Regions from separate parts of the Mus musculus genome. Here regions 1, 3, 4, 5, 6 and 7 are each linked to region 2. Evidence: chromatin contacts called from public HiChIP or PLAC-seq and promoter capture Hi-C data. All regions are on one chromosome and are shown on one strand. The core of a region is the stretch at or near the end of the contact, and the rest is flanking DNA. Distances in the headings are between cores, read along the strand shown. Region 1 has its middle 24 kb from the start of Ptges. Region 2 holds the start of Ier5l (immediate early response 5-like). Region 3 holds the start of Prrx2 (paired related homeobox 2). Region 4 overlaps Prrx2 (paired related homeobox 2). Region 5 holds the start of Ptges (prostaglandin E synthase). Region 6 holds the start of Tor1b (torsin family 1, member B). Region 7 overlaps Prrx2 (paired related homeobox 2).

The links. Promoter capture Hi-C pulls out the DNA fragments that hold promoters and counts their contacts. HiChIP or PLAC-seq counts read pairs in DNA pulled down with a chosen protein or histone mark.
Region 1: a contact with region 2 is called in an H3K4me3 HiChIP or PLAC-seq map of embryonic stem cells, with 15 read pairs. The contact joins the enhancer-like site here to the promoter of Ier5l in region 2. A contact is called at or near these places in 20 of 39 promoter capture datasets (the 3T3-L1 cell line, 3T3-L1-derived adipocytes, the C10 cell line and 14 more), 3 of 15 datasets of contacts at CTCF or cohesin (the NIH/3T3 cell line, embryonic stem cells and large pre-B cells), 17 of 484 Hi-C or Micro-C datasets (the HL-1 cell line, embryonic fibroblasts, embryonic stem cells and 8 more), 36 of 115 datasets of contacts at active chromatin or transcription factors (SST interneurons, Th17 cells, bone marrow-derived dendritic cells and 21 more) and 2 of 9 other capture datasets (adipose tissue and embryonic stem cells).
Region 3: a contact with region 2 is called in an H3K4me3 HiChIP or PLAC-seq map of embryonic stem cells, with 23 read pairs. The contact joins the promoter of Prrx2 here to the promoter of Ier5l in region 2. A contact is called at or near these places in 13 of 39 promoter capture datasets (the C10 cell line, the HPC-7 cell line, cranial neural crest and 8 more), 1 of 15 datasets of contacts at CTCF or cohesin (the NIH/3T3 cell line), 7 of 484 Hi-C or Micro-C datasets (the G1E-ER4 cell line, bone marrow-derived macrophages, cardiomyocytes and 4 more), 21 of 115 datasets of contacts at active chromatin or transcription factors (the NIH/3T3 cell line, craniofacial prominence, embryonic basal ganglia and 14 more) and 4 of 9 other capture datasets (adipose tissue, embryonic stem cells, liver and 1 more).
Region 4: an H3K4me3 HiChIP or PLAC-seq map of embryonic limb bud shows a contact between it and region 2, with 7 times the contacts expected there. The contact joins the enhancer-like site here to the promoter of Ier5l in region 2. A contact is called at or near these places in 9 of 39 promoter capture datasets (the C10 cell line, cranial neural crest, embryonic stem cells and 4 more), 1 of 484 Hi-C or Micro-C datasets (bone marrow-derived macrophages) and 14 of 115 datasets of contacts at active chromatin or transcription factors (embryonic basal ganglia, embryonic forebrain, embryonic limb bud and 9 more).
Region 5: a FOXA1 HiChIP or PLAC-seq map of pancreatic cancer cells shows a contact between it and region 2. The contact joins the promoter of Ptges here to the promoter of Ier5l in region 2. A contact is called at or near these places in 9 of 39 promoter capture datasets (the 3T3-L1 cell line, the C10 cell line, cranial neural crest and 5 more), 3 of 484 Hi-C or Micro-C datasets (the G1E-ER4 cell line, bone marrow-derived macrophages and embryonic stem cells), 21 of 115 datasets of contacts at active chromatin or transcription factors (SST interneurons, VIP interneurons, bone marrow-derived macrophages and 12 more) and 2 of 9 other capture datasets (embryonic stem cells and liver).
Region 6: a contact with region 2 is called in a promoter capture Hi-C map of hematopoietic stem and progenitor cells, with 4 times the contacts expected there. The contact joins the promoter of Tor1b here to the promoter of Ier5l in region 2. A contact is called at or near these places in 23 of 39 promoter capture datasets (the 3T3-L1 cell line, 3T3-L1-derived adipocytes, the C10 cell line and 15 more), 1 of 15 datasets of contacts at CTCF or cohesin (the NIH/3T3 cell line), 2 of 484 Hi-C or Micro-C datasets (embryonic fibroblasts and stem cell-derived neural stem cells), 20 of 115 datasets of contacts at active chromatin or transcription factors (astrocytes, bone marrow-derived macrophages, craniofacial prominence and 14 more) and 5 of 9 other capture datasets (adipose tissue, embryonic stem cells, liver and 2 more).
Region 7: an H3K4me3 HiChIP or PLAC-seq map of embryonic stem cells shows a contact between it and region 2, with 2.7 times the contacts expected there. The contact joins the enhancer-like site here to the promoter of Ier5l in region 2. A contact is called at or near these places in 10 of 39 promoter capture datasets (cranial neural crest, embryonic stem cells, frontonasal cranial neural crest and 4 more), 1 of 484 Hi-C or Micro-C datasets (embryonic stem cells), 20 of 115 datasets of contacts at active chromatin or transcription factors (SST interneurons, bone marrow-derived macrophages, craniofacial prominence and 12 more) and 2 of 9 other capture datasets (embryonic stem cells and liver).

Annotation. Positions count from the first base shown.
Region 1 is chr2:30,926,328-30,929,027 of GRCm38.p6, forward strand. It overlaps a transcript of Ptges not described here. Among named protein-coding and RNA genes, the nearest start is that of Ptges, 24 kb to the left of the region's middle. Within about 2 kb of position 1,269, at least 92 of the 459 cell types and tissues checked have an H3K27ac peak or open chromatin away from gene starts, as enhancers often do. A contact at or near this core is called in 3T3-L1-derived adipocytes, the HL-1 cell line, the NIH/3T3 cell line and 11 more, where this site is marked.
Region 2 is chr2:30,472,790-30,475,489 of GRCm38.p6, forward strand. Ier5l (immediate early response 5-like) reads right to left here and starts at 1,410. Exons shown (of 1, transcript NM_030244.3): 1 at 1-1,410. The coding sequence starts at 1,222. The coding sequence ends at 2. Gm31291 (a long non-coding RNA gene) reads left to right here and starts at 1,519. Exons shown (of 7, transcript XR_003954013.1): 1 at 1,519-1,685; 2 at 2,286-2,489.
Region 3 is chr2:30,844,001-30,846,700 of GRCm38.p6, forward strand. Prrx2 (paired related homeobox 2) reads left to right here and starts at 1,367. Exons shown (of 4, transcript NM_009116.2): 1 at 1,367-1,681. The coding sequence starts at 1,435.
Region 4 is chr2:30,863,981-30,866,750 of GRCm38.p6, forward strand. The region is part of intron 1 of Prrx2 (paired related homeobox 2); the gene reads left to right. Among named protein-coding and RNA genes, the nearest start is that of Prrx2, 20 kb to the left of the region's middle. Within about 2 kb of position 1,286, at least 100 of the 459 cell types and tissues checked have an H3K27ac peak or open chromatin away from gene starts, as enhancers often do. A contact at or near this core is called in embryonic limb bud, embryonic stem cells, fibro-adipogenic progenitors and 2 more, where this site is marked.
Region 5 is chr2:30,901,933-30,904,632 of GRCm38.p6, forward strand. Ptges (prostaglandin E synthase) reads right to left here and starts at 1,365. Exons shown (of 3, transcript NM_022415.3): 1 at 1,158-1,365. The coding sequence starts at 1,286. It overlaps Gm52550 (a long non-coding RNA gene), which reads left to right and starts at 1,323. Exons shown (of 3, transcript XR_003954020.1): 1 at 1,323-1,387; 2 at 1,603-1,718; 3 at 2,096-2,542.
Region 6 is chr2:30,951,634-30,954,333 of GRCm38.p6, forward strand. Tor1b (torsin family 1, member B) reads left to right here and starts at 1,368. Exons shown (of 5, transcript NM_133673.3): 1 at 1,368-1,590; 2 at 2,119-2,384. The coding sequence starts at 1,392.
Region 7 is chr2:30,880,093-30,882,792 of GRCm38.p6, forward strand. It overlaps Prrx2 (paired related homeobox 2), which reads left to right. Exons shown (of 4, transcript NM_009116.2): 4 at 703-1,155. The coding sequence ends at 838. Among named protein-coding and RNA genes, the nearest start is that of Gm52550, 22 kb to the right of the region's middle. Within about 2 kb of position 1,384, at least 4 of the 459 cell types and tissues checked have an H3K27ac peak or open chromatin away from gene starts, as enhancers often do. A contact at or near this core is called in embryonic stem cells, where this site is marked.

The sequences.
Region 1 (2,700 bases), core at 19-2,518, 450 kb after region 2:
CCATCATGGGCAGAGCAGGGCTCTGTAATGACAAACTGAGGCTCCTCAAATGCCCATCAGCAATAACTGTGCCAGCTGGAAGGTGTTTCCGTGTGAAACATTATTTTCCTCTGACTATACTATACATTAAATCGATATTTTTATTTACTTTATGGGGGAGGGGTGAGTGCCACAGCTGGAGTATGGAAGGCAGAGGACAGCTTGCAGGAATCAGTTCTCTCCTTCCAGCATGTGGGTCCCAGGGTCAAACTCAAGCTGTTGGGTTTGAGTTGGCTGAGAAGCAAGAAGGAGCCCATGTCGGATCCAACATCTAGTTCCTATATAGTGTGCCTCTCTGAGCCTCAGCTTCTGTCTATAAAACATGCATGAAAGTAGCTGGCCTCTCACTCTCGTGGGATGTTCCAGGCTCTGCAGGAGTTGTGAGTGTCCTAAGGGTTAGTTATTGTTGCTGTTGCTGTTGGTGTGTGTGTGTGTGTGTGTGTGTACATGTCTGTGCACATGCCTGGTGTGTACATGCACGCAGAGGCCAGGGGCTGAAGTTGAATTTTCCGTGCCTATATCTAGCTGAGTGTGTGCCACATGTGTGGGTGCTTGCTGGGGGTATACAGTCCACTGGAGCTGGAGGTACAGGCGGTCGTGACCCTCCGGCCAAACCCAGGGCCTGTGTAACAGCGGTAAAAGTGCTCTCGCCCATCAGCCACCACTCCAGCTCTTCCACGTTATTGTTTGAGACAAGGACTCTCACTGAGCCTGGAGCTCTCTGATTTGAGGCTGGCTGGCTGGAGCTCCGGGGATCCCCAGGCATCTGTCTGTCTTCCCCTTCTTAGTGCTGGGGTTCCAGCCACGCACCATCACACTGGTTTTACACACGGCCCCTGGGGATCTAATTCGGATCCTCAGGCCTGTGTGGCAAGCCCTTTACTCCACACTCTGCTGTTGCTATTTTAAGAACTGAGATTCAACTAGGCCATGTTCCTTCCTGAGGCTAAGCTCTTACACAGAGGATGAGCTTGTATCCAATCTAGCCAGCCACAGGGGGCCGGAAATGAGTCCCCCAACACTTACCTAGCATCAACAAACACTCAGCAGCCGCTGAGACACTCAGGAAGTTGGCTCATTTGCAAATGTCCCTACATTTCAAATCTTTAGCAGCAAGCCAGAGGAGGGAAATTTGGTGGTGGTGGTGGGGGGAGTTACACAACGCCTCACTCCCCAAGCTGGGTGAGGCTGGTGCCCTTCCCACAGGGTCATCCGGGGAACACACACAGTCAGAACTGATAGAGGCCAAAGGGCTGGGAACACATGTGTGATGCGCGTGATCACCCACAACAGTGCAGTAGTAGGGAAGAAGACAGAGAAGGCTTCAGAGCTCTCCCAAAACCTGGCTAACAGGCAGGCAGCCAAACCATATACTGGACAAGGCCCAGAACTCAGGCCTCTGCCATGTCCCTATGACACATCATTTCTTTTATATACCCAGATGGACATATGTTTCCCCAGACCAGCAGCCATGAGGAATTGTCCCTGTAAGGACTCATGCTCCTGTCACCGTGGTGCAGCTGATTGGACAGCAGAGAGCACCTGGTCACAGGTAGCAGTGGGTACCTATGGCAGCACCCAGTGCTCCTCTGAAGCCCTGATGGGAAGGTAGGCGGGATGGGCCCAAATAGACCACGAGGAACTAGAGCTGTGAGCAGCTGGTACAGAGACACGGCTCAGCGGGAAAGAGCACTGCCTTGCTTGCAGAGGACCTAAGTTCAGTTCCCTGAGCCCACATGATGACTCAAACATCCCCTAACTCCAGTCCCAGGGAAATCTGACACCCTCTTCTGGTCTCTGTGGGCACTTTATACATGATGTGCACGTTCAGACAAGTACGCACACACACACACACACACACACACACACACACACACACACACACACACACACAAATAAAAATAAATTTTAAATGGAAAGACATGAACTCACAAACGACTCTGGAAAACTGCTTTTAACGCTGACTGGCTCACCTGCCTGCAATACCGTGAATGCCCACTAGAGGTCTGCTTATCCTGGCGGTCTCATGGACTCTCTGCCCCAGCCATAGCAGAGCAGCTGTCAGCCTTCACAAACCAGAGAGGCTCAGACTCTTCCACCCCCGGGCTTGGAGACCATACTTTCTCTGGGTACCTTAGGGTTTTAAGACATTCTGTGTGTGTGGCTCCCCATCGCCTAACTCCACTCCACGGTGTCTCAAGACCCCACCCCTTCCCAGCCCAGTGTCTCAGTGACAACCAGATGAGCCCCTGGCTGCCAGCAGGCCTCTCATTGCACTTGGGACCAGGCTCTTCCTCAGATATGGTTCTGGCCACAGAAGCCACCACGGGCGATGTATGAACCATTGTAAGCCTGTTGGTAGCAGCAGAGAAAAGAGCCACTTTCTACACCAGAGAAGGGACCAACCAGACAGAGAGACTTGGATTAAAGGTGCGTACCACCAGGCTGGTTTCACTTTAAGGTTTTATTAGTTTGTTTTGTTTTTCAGGTAGAACTCCCCAGCTAGCCCTTGAACTTGCATTGTGGTCAAGGATGACCTTGAACCTCTGTCTCTCCCTCCCAAGTACTAGGGTTACAAGCATGCGACACTTTATGAGGTGCTGGGGTGAAACTCAGGGCTACAGATATGCTAGGCCAGCGCTCTATCCACTGAGCCACGCC
Region 2 (2,700 bases), core at 160-2,659:
CCTAGAAGGCGACAATGGCTCGAGTCCAGGCGCCGAGGCTGGCGAGCGCCTGCTTGGCGCACAGCTGCCCGTTGAGCGGCGGCGGCTGCTCCGAGGAGTCCGGCTGTCGGCTCACCAGCCCCGAGAAGCCCGAGCCAAAGATGGAGATCAAGTTTGAGATGTTGGACGCGTCCGGGGACGAGTCCGGGCAGAAGTCCTCGAAGCGGGCGCGCTTACAGGGGGCGAATGGGGTACCCCCGGGGGGCTCGGCTCCCAGGTCGCCCGCGTCCTCTTCGTCGTCCTCTTCCTCCTGGCCAGGGTAATACTTGCGCTTGCAACCAGCGGCGGACGCCAGACCGGGTCCCGGAGCGCCCTGGCCACAGCAGGGGCAGTGGGCGGAGGCGCAGCAGTCCTGGTGCAAGTAGCCGTTTTCTACCGTGGTCACCACGTGAGTGTCCAGGTCCAGCACGGTGGTCTGGCTGCTGCAGTGCACGCCGAAGTCCGAGGGGGCCGGGTACGCGCCCCGGTAGAAGCCAGTGGATGAGGAAGGGGCTGTAGAGGCGGGCGGAGAGGAGGCAGCGACGGTCGAAGGGGCAGCCCCCGGAAGCACCGAGGGCGCAGAGCAAGCGGCCGGGACGCGAGGGTCCCGCGGGCAGAGCGCGGCGGGCGCGGGCGGCGGCAGCGGCGCGGGACCCGGCTGCAGCGGCTCCAAGTGCTGCCCGCGGTGGGGCGCGCCGTGCGGCGGCTGGAGCGCAGCGCACCCGGGCAGCTCCGAGAGCGCCCCCGCGCAGCCCGCGGGCGCCCCGGCCACCGCCACCGGCGCCGCCGCCGTGCAGCCCCTGGGCGCCGGGTGTTGGTGTTGGTGCAGCTGCTGCTGGAGGTGCAGCTGGTGAAGCTGGTGGAGCTGGTGCAGCTGGTGCCGGGCAACCGGCTCGCGCGCCTCCGCGTCCCCGCCGCCGCCAAGTTGGAGCGGGCCGAAGTCGGCCGCGCTGGCCGGCATTCCGGGCGCCGCGTAAGCGAGGTGCTGGTGCTGGTGGTGGGGCGGCTGCTGTTGCTGCTGCTGCTGCTGGCGCCGGTAGAGCTCGGCGTAACGCTCGCTCAGGTAGAGCTGGCGCGCGTTGCGGAGCACGTAGGACACCAGGAGGTTCTTGTGCAGCTTGATGCCGCCGCGCTGGGTCCGGGAGCTGTGGATCTTGCGCAGGGAGATGCTGATCAGGCTCTGGGCGTCCAGGGCGCACTCCATGCTCCCGCGGAGACGCGGGCGGCGGAGCAGCCGCCTCTGGTGCTGCGAATGCTGCTCCTTGCGTGTGTCTCCAGTTGGTCGCCCGGGCGAGCCAGGCACAGGGAACCGAGCCCGGGTCGGCGGGTCGGCGACACTCCGAGAGAAGTCGCCACCATGCGTTGCGCGCCACCCGCAGGCTCACGCTCCCCAGACGGCGCCAAAGCAATGAGCCTCCGCCGGCCCCGGCCCCAACTATTTAGCTGGGCAGCAGCGCCCCGCCCCACTGTAGATTAGCCAATAGAAGCGTGTAGAGCCTTCCGACTGACAGCCACTGCCCTCCCCGGGACCACTTGACTGGCCAATCAGACCAAGGCGGTTCCTTTGTGCTATTCAAATAACGAACGGACCCCGGGCCTCCAACGCCGCCGTTGCCTCGAATGTTCTCCTGGGGCCGCGGCACCTCGTGGGACTAGGAGCCTCCGAGGTAGTCTCTCTCAGCTTTGGGTCGCCTCTTGGGAGCCACGTCGAAATTCGTAGCTTTCCTGGACGTGGCTCCTGCGAGCTGGGGGTCGGCTCACCTGAGCGCAGCGGAGATGGCTCCGCCCCCTTCCGCATGGTTGGGCCTCACCTGCGGCAGGTGCGCGCGGTTCCCCCGCTTCGAGCCACGCGGCGCCTCCTCTTTTCCACCTGCCACGGCCGGGGGCAACCTGGGCGAGCTGAGCCTTCTTCCAAGAAAAGCTGAGTGGGGGGCGCACCTGAGAACTAGAGTGCTGTCTTGGAAGAGAGGGTTTGGGGCCTGATTACCTGATGTGTTAGCCCAGGGGCCTCTGGGAATGGTCACGGAAGGGCCTCTCTTTCTGTTTGACTCAAATCCCAGTGATTTTTGATCTCTAGTAGAGAAGCTTTGTGATCGTGAGACTGCCTGGGTGGGGGGTGGGGGTGGGGGTTTGGGCTATGAACCCGCCCCAAGCTTCCTCCTCTTTTGGGAGACCTCTTCTTTCCTGACTTAATATCAATGACAATAGAAGCCCTAAGTGCCTAGCTTGGATCTCTTACCAGAAAAGTCTGAATTTCTCCCTTTAAGGTTCTTGGAGGCCAAGCTTGAGACCGCTTGAGTGGAGCAACCTGTTAAGTTTTGGTCCTTACCCTGAGCCCCAGGAGTACCCAGGCCAAGGACTTCTCCACTTTTAGATTCTTATTCTGAGTTATCTACTGACCAATTGAGGACAGAGAGCAGAAAAGAGAGAAGATGCCTGAGAGTCCCCTTGTACTGAGAAGCTTAAAGAGAGTAAGAGGGCAAGGGTGGGTGTGGGGGGCCCAAGATGCCAGCCGCAAGCCTCATCCACCGCGTTTAAGGTTCCTTTTAGTACTTAGGTCAGAAAATTGGCCCAGGCAGAGTCCAGGGCTGGGCCCTTGAGTGGGACTGGGGGATGGGGGGGGGGGAGTGGGGCTCTTCTGAAACCCTCTGTCTTTGGACCCTCTCAGCAACTCTGCCCCTT
Region 3 (2,700 bases), core at 117-2,616, 370 kb after region 2:
CTTTACTTGTGACATTGTGTTCACACAGCAAGCATTTCTCCCTTGCCCTCATCTCCACTTCTTTACTCCTCTCAATAATTTATTCGGCAATCAAGGAAACTAGGGTCTCAGATACTTGCTCAAGGTCCAAGCACAGTCTTGATATTAACACAGGAGGCTGGAGCCCGAGCATTGATGTAGGACATCTCTGCTCATCGTGCTCTGAATGGTGACTACATGAGATGAAGGATACCACTGTGGCCACAGCGCTCCCCAGACCCTAATGCAACGTATATAGGCTCTGGACCTCACTTTGCGCAGTAAACAAGAGCTTGGACAGGCCAACTTCAGTCGTTCTCTGAGCACTAAAATGAGCTTTAGCTTTTCCTGGTCTGTCCTGCAAGGGAACAGGAGCTAGATCGTTTCTCAGACCCTTTGCAATATCCCTGTGTCCTTGGCAGAGACTCAGGGTACCCCGGGGTGGGTCAGAGTCTCCAGGGTGGGTCTCGAGACGGTTTCCTGCTGCCCGCCTCTGACACCCTGAAGACCTCCTTGTGTTCTCTTTGGTGCTATGACTTCATGTCTTTCTGGCAGTAGCAAGGGGAGTGAAAATAGTTTTGGGGTAAGACTTGGGGTATTTGGAGCCCTGAAGAGTCTCCGTTCTTCTCACCCGCTGGTTCTCTGGTCTTTCTTGAAAAAGTTACATAAAAGATAGACCTGGTTTGTCTTTCCCTCCGCTGTCATTCATCTATGATCCTTGCTGAGTCTCTTCCTTGTGCACCCCAGAAGCTCGCCCCTTCCTACTTGGTTGGTCCTTAGGAGAACCTATTCTGGGGACAGGCGCATAAGTGTCACCCACTGCAACATGAGAGAAAAGGCCCAGCCTCCATGCCCGAACCTTCCTTTCGGCATGGAGGGAGCGGGGTGGTCCTCGAAAACTTCTCCTTCTTTCCATCAGTGTGGGAACAATGAGGGACAATCTGGGAAGCGTTCAAGGCCGCTCCTGGCTCCGTAGCAAATTCGAGGCTAATCTGCAATATATGAGACCCTGTCTAAGAAGGAGTGGACTGGAGGGGACAGGATCTGTCAACTTTCTTGGGGTGCCCCACCCCCAATATGCAACAAACAGAGGCGGATTCCCCACCCATCACCTCCAGAGACTCTGGTTGAGATATTTAAAGACCCCTCCCCACGGGATTTGGGCACCCCCTAAACTGCTTCTGGGAGTCCGAGGACCCCGGCCTGGCCCCGCCTCCCGCCGGACGGCGCAGGACGCGGGGAGGGGAGCCAGGGGCGAGGTCCGCCCCGACAAGGGGCGTGTGGCCCGGGCCGCTGGCTAGTGAGCGGTCCGCCCGTAGGGGAGGGCAGAAAGTTCGGGTCCCCGACCGACTGACTTGAGATCCGGCACAGTGAGCAGCGGGAGGCGGCGGCGGCCGGCAGAGGCGCGGCCAGGGCATGGACAGCGCGGCCGCCGCCTTCGCCCTAGACCCGCCAGCGCCCGGCCCGGGGCCCCCGCCCGCACCCGGCGATTGCGCCCAGGCGCGCAAGAACTTCTCGGTGAGCCACCTCCTGGACCTGGAGGAGGTGGCGGCTGCTGGGCGCAGGGCTGCGGGGCCCGTTTCGGGGCCCGCCGAGGCGCGGGAGGGAGCGGCGCGCGAACCGTCCGGGGGCAGCAGCGGCAGCGAGGCGGCGCCGCAGGACGGTGAGTGTGCGGCGTGGGAACCGGGCAGGGGCGGCGGGACTCGGACTACAGCACTCCGGGTCCAGGGATCCCTTCCTTAAGTAACTCGGGCTGAGGAGTTCACTGGCTGCAGGATCCACTAGCTCTGGAACTTTTAGTTGGTGGAGTCTTTGGCTTGTGCGACTGTGACTGTGGGATCGGCGGATAATGGGACAACACACACACACACACACACAGAGAGAGAGAGAGAGAGAGAGAGAGAGAGAGAGCTAGCTCCAAGATCCCAGCTACAGAGACCATGGACTGCAGGACTAGTGGACTGTTGAACCCTGGCTGTGGGATCCCTGGGCTGTGGGGACACAGGGTTTGCGAGACTGTGGCTGTGGACCAGAGCAGCTAAAGGAACCCCCTAGCTGCAGGATCTCAGCTGTGGGCACTGGAGGACTGGATTGTTCACAGTGGGAGCCACAATCACAGAAACCACAGTCCAGTGGTGTGGTGAGAGGTGACCTGCTGTTGTTTCAAAAGTCCCTCCTTCAGGGGAGACCCTCTTTGAACCAGATCCACTTACAATCTTGAGGATGTGTGACTTGGGGAAAGCTGGCTTCCCTTGCACTCCATACCAGCCTACCCTCAGAAGCTGGTGCCTTTGCTGCTGGGGGAAACTGAGGCTGTGGAGAGGCCGAGCCACTAAGCCAAACTTAGTCTAGGACCTTCAAACTAAGACAAGTCTTCAGAGGGTTTGTGGGGTGGAGATATCTGCACAACCACGCCCACCAGTTTGGGGTGGAGGATCTCTCAGGACAGCTAGCTAGGCCTATTTCCCCAGCAGAGGTTAAAGGTCATCTGGAAGGGGCTTTAAAAACAACCAGTCCACCCAATACCACCACGCGCGCGCGCGCACACACACACACACACACACACACACACACACACACACACAAAGTCACACAGGATTATAAAGTCCTCAGCTCAGCTTTTCAAAGAAGAGGGAGTTTGTGTGGGGAGCTGACAGAACAGGGGTTGGTATCCGCCCCCCA
Region 4 (2,770 bases), core at 36-2,535, 390 kb after region 2:
GCCCCAGCCCCAGCCTGTCTCTGTCTCTTTGTCTCTGTCTCTCTGTCTCTTAGTCTCTGTCTCTTTGTCTCTGTCTCTCTTTCACATACAGACACACACACACCCTCCATGCCCCCTCCCACTTCCACTTCTTAGAATAGTGGTCAAGAGAACGTGACTCCTGACCCGCCCATCCCCTGCAGGTGGATTAACTGAGAGTAAAACTGTCTGTACGGGTCTCAGGGCAGGGCATTAACCTCCCATGGGAGAGCACCTTCCCTCCTCACAAGTCTGCAAATTGGTTTTGTTCTACAATCCAGACTTTCTCATTCCTGGGTGAGCAAGTCTCCCAAGTGGGTTTGGGGGTGAATGAATGGGGCCGGGTTCTTCTGTTCTGCCAGTGTGCAGCTCAGAAAAAGGTGAGTGCTGGCTTTGATGTGGCCCCACCTCCTTAGAAAGCCCCTCTGTAGAAAAACTGCAGGAGCCAGAGACAAGAAGCCCTCGCAGTGTGCAAGCACATATGTGTCGTTGTGAGCAGCCAGAGGTGCCAGGACTGCCACTCAGTAGCCCGTTGTAGCTAACTGCAATCTATCACCAGATACTGGAGTGTGACAGACTGCCCCTAAAGATCATAGTCTCGTCTACAGACCAACTAGGCTCTTCCTTTGATGCCCAGAAAGGCCTTTGTAGGGCAGGGCAGCTCTCAGGCACACCAAAGAACCTGGTTGTTCTCTGGAGCTCTGCTGGCGAATGGATGGAGTTTGGTCACCCACGATCCTGGAGCATCCCACAAAACCTCACATCCTCTAGGCGCAAGGTCTAAGGGTCCCGGAGAAGGAGGGGCTGCATGACTGCTACTTTGGGGTGACAGGGTGTCTTACAGCCGAGGATGGGGTCTAGCCCAGTGCCTTCTCTGCTGTGCCATTTCTCCATAGGACCTCCCAGCCTCAGTTTCCCTTCCTGGGCCGTGGTGGGGGATGGGGATGGTGACGGTAGTACCCGGGATGCGACAGGGCAGGGCGCGCCAGGCTGTTAACGGTGTCTGGGCCGCGGGGCTGCGGCGAGGCCGGCGCCAGGGCCGCGCCTGGAACCAGATGTGGCGGCGCCGCCCTGGCCGCCCCGGCGGCTCGCACGCTCGGCCTGGCGCACACATGGCAGGCGTCTGAGGGCGCGGTCCCCGGGGTCCTGCGACCCCAGGCCGGAGTGACGAGAACAGGACTCGGGACCGGCTGAGAGAAGGGGCATCCCAAAAGCCAGCCCTCAGCCGTTCCTGCTCCTTGCGTGCTGAGGACCCTCCCGCCCCCAGAGTTTGTTTGCTTAAATCCTGCATAAGCTGTTTTAAAGCTGAGTCATCTTAGGGGCTGCCAGTTGGGAAGGGGAGGAGAAAAGGGGGTGCGGCTTTGAAACCCCGATTCTGCCATGGGCTTGTCTGTCATCCACCAGACCAGAACAAGGGATCTCATTGAGGCCTGGCCCAGCGACACACCTGCAGCCCCAACTCTGATGTCCCCATTCCAGCTTTGCGATGGTCTCTGGGCTTCCAAGTGTGACCTACTATGTCCTAGGTTGGTAGAGGAGAGAAGAAAACAATGTGGGTAAAACCCATCTCCGGGGAGGCCAGGCTAGCCCAGGTTGGCTCCTGAAGAGGTGCTTGCCTTGTTCTTAGGGGAGGGAAGTGGGTGTGGTTTGCATCCTTTCTGTTGAGTGGTTGGGAAAGAGTGGTCCAGCTCTGAGGAGACTCCAAGCTCCCTGGTTCTGATGTAGGAGAGAAAGGAGGGCTGCCTATCCCTACCCAACAAGCCAATTGCTTTTTTATTTATTTATTTATTTATTTATTTATTTATTTATTTATTTATTTGTCCACACACCAGAAGAGGGCCATTACAGATGGCTGTGAGCCACCATGTGGTTACTGGGAATTGAACTCAGGACCTCTGGAAGAGCAGTCAGTGCTCTTAACCACTGAGCCATCTCTCCAGACCAAACCAATTGCTTCTTGATGCTGTTGGGTGGAGACACCCCAGGCGTTTGCAGAGGCCAAGTAGCCAGGGCTGGGGACAGTCCAAACTCCAAGAACTCCAGCAACCCCTAAACCTCTTCCAAAACCTTAGAGGACGACTCATAAGCCCACTTCTCAGAGAAACTGAGATCCAAAGAACAGGGGTGGAGGCAGAGAGGGAACAATGGTTTAGAGATAGAATCCAATTTGTGCCTGAAGGCTCTGGGGACTAGGTGCTTAGCATCAAACTTCAGAAAATCAGTGAAGCTGGTGGACTTGCCCTGTGTATGTGCATGTGTGTGTGTGTGTGAGTGTCCATGTGTGCATGTGTGTATGTGCATGTATGTGCATGAGCATGCACATGCATGCATGTGTCTGTGTGCACATGTGTGTTTGTGCATATATGTGTGTGAACATGCACATGTATGCATGTGTGTGTTCCTGCATTTCCACTCCTTTGTGTGTGTGTTCCTGCATTTCTACTCCTTTCGCCATGAAGTATCATAGGAAGGAGGGAGCTGATCTCTGAGATGCTAAGAGATACCTAGGAGCGAGACCTCTGTGTTCCTGGCACCCTTTTCTCTGCAAATTCCAAGTTAGAAACAGCCATTTAGAGAGGGCAGTTAAAGTAACTTGCCTAAGACATGGCAAATGTGGGTGTTTCTGGAATGTCTTTCTTGGGGAGACTTAAGCAACACCCACCCCTTCCTTATAAGATTGTCAAACCAAAGTTCACCGTGGGGAGGCAATGAGTGTATTGGGCTTACTTACAGAGCATGCATGAGAGGCTGC
Region 5 (2,700 bases), core at 115-2,614, 430 kb after region 2:
TCTCCAGCTTCCTCTCAGAGCCACATCTCCAGGCTGCTGGGGAGAGGATCCTGAGCCGGCTCCCGTCCTCTCAATGCAGAGTGTGATTCCCTGGTCCCACTTGGCAGAAATAGAGGAGCCCAGGGCCCAAAGCAGAGAAGGCTTTCCTCCACCCCTGCATCTCCCATGGGGAGAGGAGCCCTAGAGGAAGTCAGGCTCGGGAGCCAGAGTTAACTTCAAAGGGGATGGAAGGATCCCATAGTAGGCAGACCTCTCCTTAACTCACTGGAAAACCAGGGTAAGCTAACTCCTACTGCCTTCCTGGTGGTGACTTAGTGCTCAACTTTGGGGGCCCTACAGAAGGGACAAGAACAGAATGTAGCTATCTCTCCCTGGCATCTGTGTCCCAGGACAAACCAAAGCAGAAGAATGAGAGACAGTCAGTCAGTCAGGGGTGGCCCTGCCTTCATTCCTGTCAGTACCTGCCCCAGGCAGGGGCTGAACCTGGCAGGAGGGCAAGCGGCCCACCCCGTCCCATCCCCGTACTCCGAGTCCCTCGCCTCTGGGCTGGACAGATGTTGGTTTAGGGGGAAGTGTCTGTAAAGGGCAGATGATTCACTGCTTCTACTTTCTAGGCGCTTCCAATGGACCCCTAGAAGGGGTCTGGGAGCCCTGGCCACTCCCACCAGCTCCACGTAGGTTCTTTTACTTTGGTTTCTTTGCCGGGACTGGGACCAGAGAATGTCTGTGGTCCCTCAAGGCACCCTCTAGGGTGCCACAAGTGTGTGCGGCGTCCATGGGGAGTGGGAATTTCCACGGAAAGACTTCTTAGGCTCCTGCGTTGCGGGTTCCCACTCCACCCAGATATGAGATCTCCCTGCCTGCCGGGAAACTGCCAGGTCCAGACACCTCTCGCTGTCAAGAGTCCCTGTGCTCCACTCGCAAGGGAGCCCCCCAGTACTCTCAAACCAAGAGGGTTCAGGAGCTGAAGGCTAAGCCAGCTCCCAGAAGGGCTGTGGTGGCGGCAGCCTTGAAGCAGCTCCCACCGCACGCCGGCATACACATCTCGGCCACGTTTTTTCAGTCCCTAGACTTTTCTTGCAGGGAAAAGCCAGCAGAGTGCTGATCCCCTTCTCCTCCAGCGCCCCCCCCCCCCCCCACTCCACCAGCGAACGTACCTTCTTCCGCAGCCTCATCTGGCCTGTGATGACAGCCACCGCGTACATCTTGATGACCAGCAGTGTGCTGCAGAGCAGAAAGGCCGGGAGCACCTGGCCGCTCTCCATCACCAGGCCCGGGGAAGGCATCTCGGCTAGCCGGCCTGGACTTCAACTCGGGGACACCGGGACTGAGAGTGAGACTGTCCCACAGGCGGCTTATGGAGAGGAGGAGGCGGGCCAAGTCCTGAGTAGGCGGTCACCCCCGCCCACTCCCCGCCCACCCTGATCACCCGCAGCAGGCCCCCTGCTCAAGTCAAGAAGGAACCCAGAGACTTCTGCTCCAAGTGTCCGGGTGGGGGGTGGGAAGCAGAGGAATGGAGGTGTCCCACGCCATCCTTGGCTCAGGACCATTGTTCTTTTGAAAGCCTCAGACTACATAGAGTGTTTTCTCACTTAACATCAGGTCTCCGACCCCAGTCTGCATATCACTGACCCATGCCCACCTTCCGAAAGAGCGTGAGAACCAGGGCATTTATGCTAATGTGTGGCCGCTGTAATGCTGGACATGCAGCCATGGAGGTGGGTTGTCTCTGCAAGATGGAAGGTGAGGAGACAGATCCTTCTGCCATCCTCTAACAGGACACAGACCCCCAATTACCAATTCGTGTGTGTGTGTGTGTGTGTGTGTGTGTGTGTGTGTGTATTTGCATATGGGTGGGGATATTCACGTGTGTGCACCTTTGCGTGGAAGCCAGTAGCTGCTGTCACATGACTTTCTCAATGTCCATCTTAATTTTTAATTTCTTTTAAAATTATGTTTATTTATTTATTGTGTGCCACAGTACCTGTATGAAAGTCAGAAGATAACTTGCTGATGATGGTTTTGTTCTGCCATGTGAGTCACATTCAGGTCTCACTAGCCTAAGCACCTAACTTTTCTCTTTTCCTTTTTTGAGAGAGAGAGAGAGAACCTCACTATCTACCCCCCATGGCCTGGAACTCAGAGAGCTCCCTGCTTTGGCCCTTCCAGTGCTGCGACGAAGGGCATGCACCAGTACAGCCTGGCCCTGTTACATTTTGAGGTCTGATCTTCCACTGCTCCAGAGCTCATCATTCTGCCAGCCTGACGGGCCAGTGAGCTCCGAGCATCCCCCTGCCTCTGCTGCCAGCAAATTACAAATACACACCTTCCCTGCTCGCTCCCTTCGTCAGTCAGCTAGATCGTAAAGAACAGTAATCAGGCCAAAGGAACATCACCATCAGCCTGCCATGCATGCCTCAAAGCAAGAGATCTAGGGGCAACTAGCCTGAACCCCACTCGGCTGTAAACTTAGCCAGTCCTTAGAGCACCAATGTAGCTCTGGGCTCTGATCCAATTTCCCTAGCTATAAAATGAAACTGACTATCTTGTCTCTCTCTCTCTCTCTCTCTCTCTCTCTCTCTCTCACACACACACACACACACACACACACACCATAGCAGTTGCTGGAACTATAAGGGTCTTGGTTGGAGATATATGTCCGGCCATCCTTGGTTACATAGTGAACGTGAGGCCAGCCTA
Region 6 (2,700 bases), core at 118-2,617, 480 kb after region 2:
ATCTTCAAGTTGGCTGTATTGTCCCTATTAAAAGCCTGTGGCAGCCAGGCGGTGGTGGCGCACACCTTTAATCCCAGCACTTGGGAGGCAGAGGCAGGCGGATTTCTGAGTTCGAGGCCAGCCTGGTCTACAGAGTGAGTTCAAGGACAGCCAGGGCTCCGCAGAGAAACCCTGTCCCAAAAACAAAACAAAACAAAACACCCAAACAAACAAACAAACAAAAAGGAAAAAAGCCTGTGGCTTCAAATTCTATATCAAGTTGATATAATGAAGGCGTGTGGAGGAGTAATCACACATTTCAGACGGGCTGTTTACAAACTCTACTCTTTACATAAACCACACCACTGCTTGTTTTCTGCATGACCAACTTCGTCGGTTTTTGATTAATACCTCTAATCTTCAGCATAGGCAAAGGCTTTCCCTGCCCCACAGTACCTGGACTTTGATGACTCAGTAGTCCTTGTCCCCTTGCTTGCCTCCCCTACAGCCTGTGTGTCCTGAAAGGCAGGACCAACTCTACTCCATGGATGAATTCCCAGCGGGCAACCTGGGGCCCACTGTGTGGTATGCGCATAGACAAATGTCTGTCTCCCTTGTGAATCCCCCACAGGTGTCCCTATGTGCGTTACATCCCTAGTGCTCAGCCCTGTCTCTCTCACAACAAGCACACATTATTGTTGCTATTATTATTATTATTATTTTATTTATTTATGTATTATCTTATATGTATGTGCACGCCTGAGCTTCTGTACAGCACCGTATACGTGGAGGTGCCCACAAAGCTCGGAGGAAAAGTTCTGGAGGTACAGGCAATCATAAGCCACCAGATGTGGATGCTGGGAGCCCAATCTGGGCTTTTGATTTTTATGTGTGCATAATTTTCCAATAATTTTATTATGTTGTGTGTATGATTGTTTTGCTTGCGTGTATGTCTGTGTCCCGTGTGTGTGTGTGCAGTGCTTACAGAGGCCAAAAGAGAGTGGCAGAACCCCTGGAACTGGTTAGAGACCGTCACAAAACAGGAATGTGGGTGCTTGGAAGTGAACCCAGGTCCTCAGGAAGAGCTAGTCAGTGCCCCTAACAACTGATCCATCTCTGCGTTCTCTCCCTCTCTCCGTCTCCTGTGTGTGTGTGTGTGTGTGTGTGTGTGTGTTTGTATAACAAACCAACCAACAAACAAACAGGACCTCTAAAAGATAGGAATGAAATTCCTTTAATGGTCTCTAGAGGGTTTCCTGACACTCACAACGTTGGTGACAATAATCTCCCCGCCCCTTTCCAACAAGGCGGCTTTCTAGCTAAGCGGAAGTGACAGCGCCGTACCGGAAGTTCAGTCCCTGGGACTGAATCCTGCGCTCGGAGCGCAGCCGCACGGTGCTTCCCTGCGTGCGATGAGACGAATCGGAGCGTTTGGGGGCTCCACGGCCCTGTGGGCGCTGCTGGCCGCCCACGTGGCGGGGGCGTTCGAGCCCGTAAGCGTGGGCATCGCCATCGGGGCCGTGTCGGCGCTCACCGGCTACCTGTCCTATACCGATTTCTACTGCCGCTTCACCGAGTGCTGCCATGAGGAACGGCCCCTCAACACGTCGGGTATGTGCCCGCGGGCCGGTCGGGGCGGGCGGGAGGGCACTGGGAGCTTGGCTCCCGCTCCTGCTGGATGCGGCGCCGCGGGAGACACACACGGCCGGGACCTCGCCACACCTTTGCAGGCCTTGCAATGACCACCTGGAGAACTGAACGCAACGGGGCCAGCTGGTGCGCCCCGCCAGGGGGTGCCAGGCGTGGAGCTCCATCCAGAAAGCCCGCCTGTTGCTCTTGCTGTTTGTTTGTTTTTTTTTCGAGCCATCAGGGGTGGCGGGAAAGCTAGCCCGGAGCACAGCCGCCAAATGGTTCTTCCCTGGATGAAAGAATCTGTGTAGCTTGTTTGACATTTAGATGTTAAGGAGAACTGGCACTTAAGGATCTGACTGTAGGTCCTTATGATTCTGGCTCTGATCTGTGAGATCTCTGCATTTTTCATCCCTTCTGGCCCTGCTGGATCAGTCGCTAACTGTGCCTCTGACTCAGGTACTTTTTTAACCTGTGTTTTTCTCTTTGTTCCGGTGCGGGCCTCCGCAGCCCTCAAGCTGGACTTGGAAGAGAAGCTGTTTGGACAGCACCTTGCCACCGAAGTGATTCTCAAGGCATTGACTGGCTTCAGGAACAACAAAAATTCCAAGAAACCATTGACTCTGTCCTTGCACGGCTGGGCTGGCACGGGCAAGAATTTTATCAGCCAGATTGTGGCTGAAAACCTTTATCCAAAAGGCCTGAAGAGTAACTTTGTCCACCTGTTCGTCTCTACTTTGCACTTCCCTCATGAGCAGAAGATAAAGGTGTACCAGGCAAGAAAACCTACCGATTTTTGATCATATGCCTGGGGTACTTTACTCAGTAGCTCTGGCCTCTGCTTTTCTTTCTCTGCCTTGAAGTGCTCCATCTGGCCTCTGCTTTGCTTTCTGCTATTTATTTGACTGAGTTTTACTGTGTAGGTCTGGCAGGCCTGGAACTCACAGAGATCTACCTACCTCTGCCCTCCAAAGGCTGGGATTAAATGCCTAGCCTCTCTTTATTTATACTTTCTGAGACAGTGCCTCATCGTGTAGTCCAGGCTGGCTTTGGTGTTAGGGATCCAGCTTTCTGAGGGCTGAGATCAACAGG
Region 7 (2,700 bases), core at 134-2,633, 410 kb after region 2:
GCAGAGGAGTGGCATTGTTGAGATAGATAGATAGATAGATAGATAGATAGATAGATAGATAGATAGATAGATAGATAGATAGAAAGAATAAAGTAAAAAAAGCTCCTTCCTTGGGCTGGAAATACTCACGTGGTATACTGAGTTACATGTAAGCAAGCACTCATACATATAAATAAAACATAAGATTAATCTTAAAAAATAATGGCTCCCTCCAAGATGGCCAGGAGGGAAAGACAGATTGCTAATTGGGCCACCAGATCTTATAGCTTCCAGAGTTCTGTCTCCTCACCAGTATAGCAGGCTCTGTGGGAGCTGTGAGCCTTGGGAGGGGGTATTGTGGGCCCCCTGGATCTCCAACCCCCTTCCCTGACCTATTCTCACCCAGAAGCGCTTGGTCACAGAGTAGTACTAGGGTACTGGGCACATGTCCCACTCTCAGGAGGGTCACAATCCAGAGAGGAATGTCTATAAATAAATGGTAAACATCCCACGCTGTAGCCTGGGCCATCCTCCTGCCTCAGCACTAGAGGTGTTGGGATTATAGTGGTGTCCACTGGTGAGGCTCTTTTGACCAAGTGCTATGTCTGGAAGCTTGTCTCCTCCCCCAACCCTGCAACCCTGGCCTGGGCTACCCTGAGCTCATCAGGGGAAGTAAGACTAGCCAGACCCACCAACTGGGACCTGTGTTTCCTGTCTCCCCAGCTCCGTGCCTCCCTATAGCCCCGGAGGTTCAAGTCCTGCAACTCCTGGAGTCAACATGGCCAACAGCATCGCCAGCCTTCGCCTCAAGGCCAAAGAGTTCAGCCTACACCACAGCCAGGTGCCCACAGTGAACTGACTGTGCATTGGGTCCAGCTTCCTCCCTGGCCCAATGGCAGACTGCAGCAAAGGCAGTAGCCTTGTCTGTCTCTGTCCTCAGACAAACTGGGCAGCCTCTCCCGTGCCTTTTCTCCATCACAGCTTCCTGAGTTCCAGAGGCCTGTTGGGTGCTGGAAGCAGTTGAACAAGTCACTGCTATGGTGGCTGAGATTGTGGCCTAAGGCCCCTGGAGTGGCCTGGCCAGAAGGCGGAGCTGGAGTCCGCCAAGGAACTCACTTACTTATGTATTAAAACCAAAAAGCTTTTGTCTTTAAGGAATAAAACCATTTTTCGTAAGCTCCACGAGGCTTCAGAAGGGCAAGACGGGTGCTCCCAGAGGGTGCTCCCAGAGGATGCCAGGCAGGACCTGGGTGGCCTGAATTCTAGCCCTCCTGGTAGACAGAAGTCTAACAGCAACACTTGGCCTGGGCTGGCTCATTCGGCAGCCACAGTGGGGCTCGCAGCCTGCACGCCTGACAAGTGCTTTGGGTGTGGTCCTCCTGCAGGAGGAAGGGCAAAAGGCTTCTTTAGGAGTCTTGCTGGATGGTGGCCAGGGCACATCCCTTTCACTCCATGGGGGTGTGGAAGAGGGGTGACCATTCCTAGAGTGTGGAGAGGGGTGCAGGGATTAGACTCTTGCTGCTGAGCATGTGGAAGTGTGGCGTCCACGGAGGGTACCCTAGTTTCTTTTCTAGTTGATGGGACGAAATATGCTGGCAAAAAGCAACTGAAGGGAGAAAGGATTTATATTAGCTCATCATTCCAGGAGACAGCCAGCACTGTGGAGAAGTCAAGGTGCCAGGATCTTGCATCAGCTGGTCACATCCACAGTTAAGAGCAGAGAGGGACACCACATGTATGTTAGAGTCCCCACCCCCAAGCGTAGGGAATGGTGTTGCCCACAATGGGTGGGTCTTCTCACATCTTTTTGTTTGTTTGTTTGTTTTTGGTTTTGTTTTGTTTTTTGAGACAGGGTCTCTCTGTATAGCCCTGGCTGTCCTGGAACTTACTCTGTAGACCAGGCTGGCCTTGAACTCAGAAATCTGCCTGCCTCTGCCTCCCAAGTGCTGGGATTAAAGGCGTGTGCCACCACGCCCGGCTTTCTCACATCATTTAATGTAATCAAGACAGTCTGCCACAGTCTGCCACAGGCAACCTGATCCAGAAAACACCTCATGAGACTTTTCTCCGTAGGTGATTCCATATTATATCAAGTTGATAATTTAAACTGAGCATTACGTGGCTAGAAAGACGGCTCTGTAGTTAAGATCACTTGTTGCTCTTCCAGAGGAGCTGAGTTTAATTCCCAGAACACACTGAGCTGCTTACAATCTTCCATCATTCCAGCTCCAGGAGACCCAATGCTCTCTTCAGACTTCTGTGGGCATCTGAACTCATTTGACATATGCAAAAGAGATACACAGTCTTTTCTTTTTCAATTATTTTATCATTTATTTACACTCCAGTCATTGCTCCCCTCCCGATCCCCCCTTCCACTGTTCCTCATCCCATTCCTCCTCCCCCTTGCCTCTGAGAGGGTGCTCCCATCCAGGCTTCCCCCTTCCCTGGAACCTCAAGTCTCTCAAGGATTAAGTACATCTTCTCCCACTGAGGCCAGACCATGCAGACCTCTGCTATATATGTGCTGGCTGCCTCAGACCAGCCCATATACGCTACCTGGTTGGTGGCTCAGTATCTGAGAGATCTCAGTTGTCTGGGTTAATTGAAACTGCTGGTCTTCCTATGGGGTCACCCTCCCGTTCAGCTTCTTCAGTCTTTCCCCTAATTCAACCATAGGGGTCCCCGACTTCAGTCCAATGGTTGGGTGTAGGTATCTGCCTC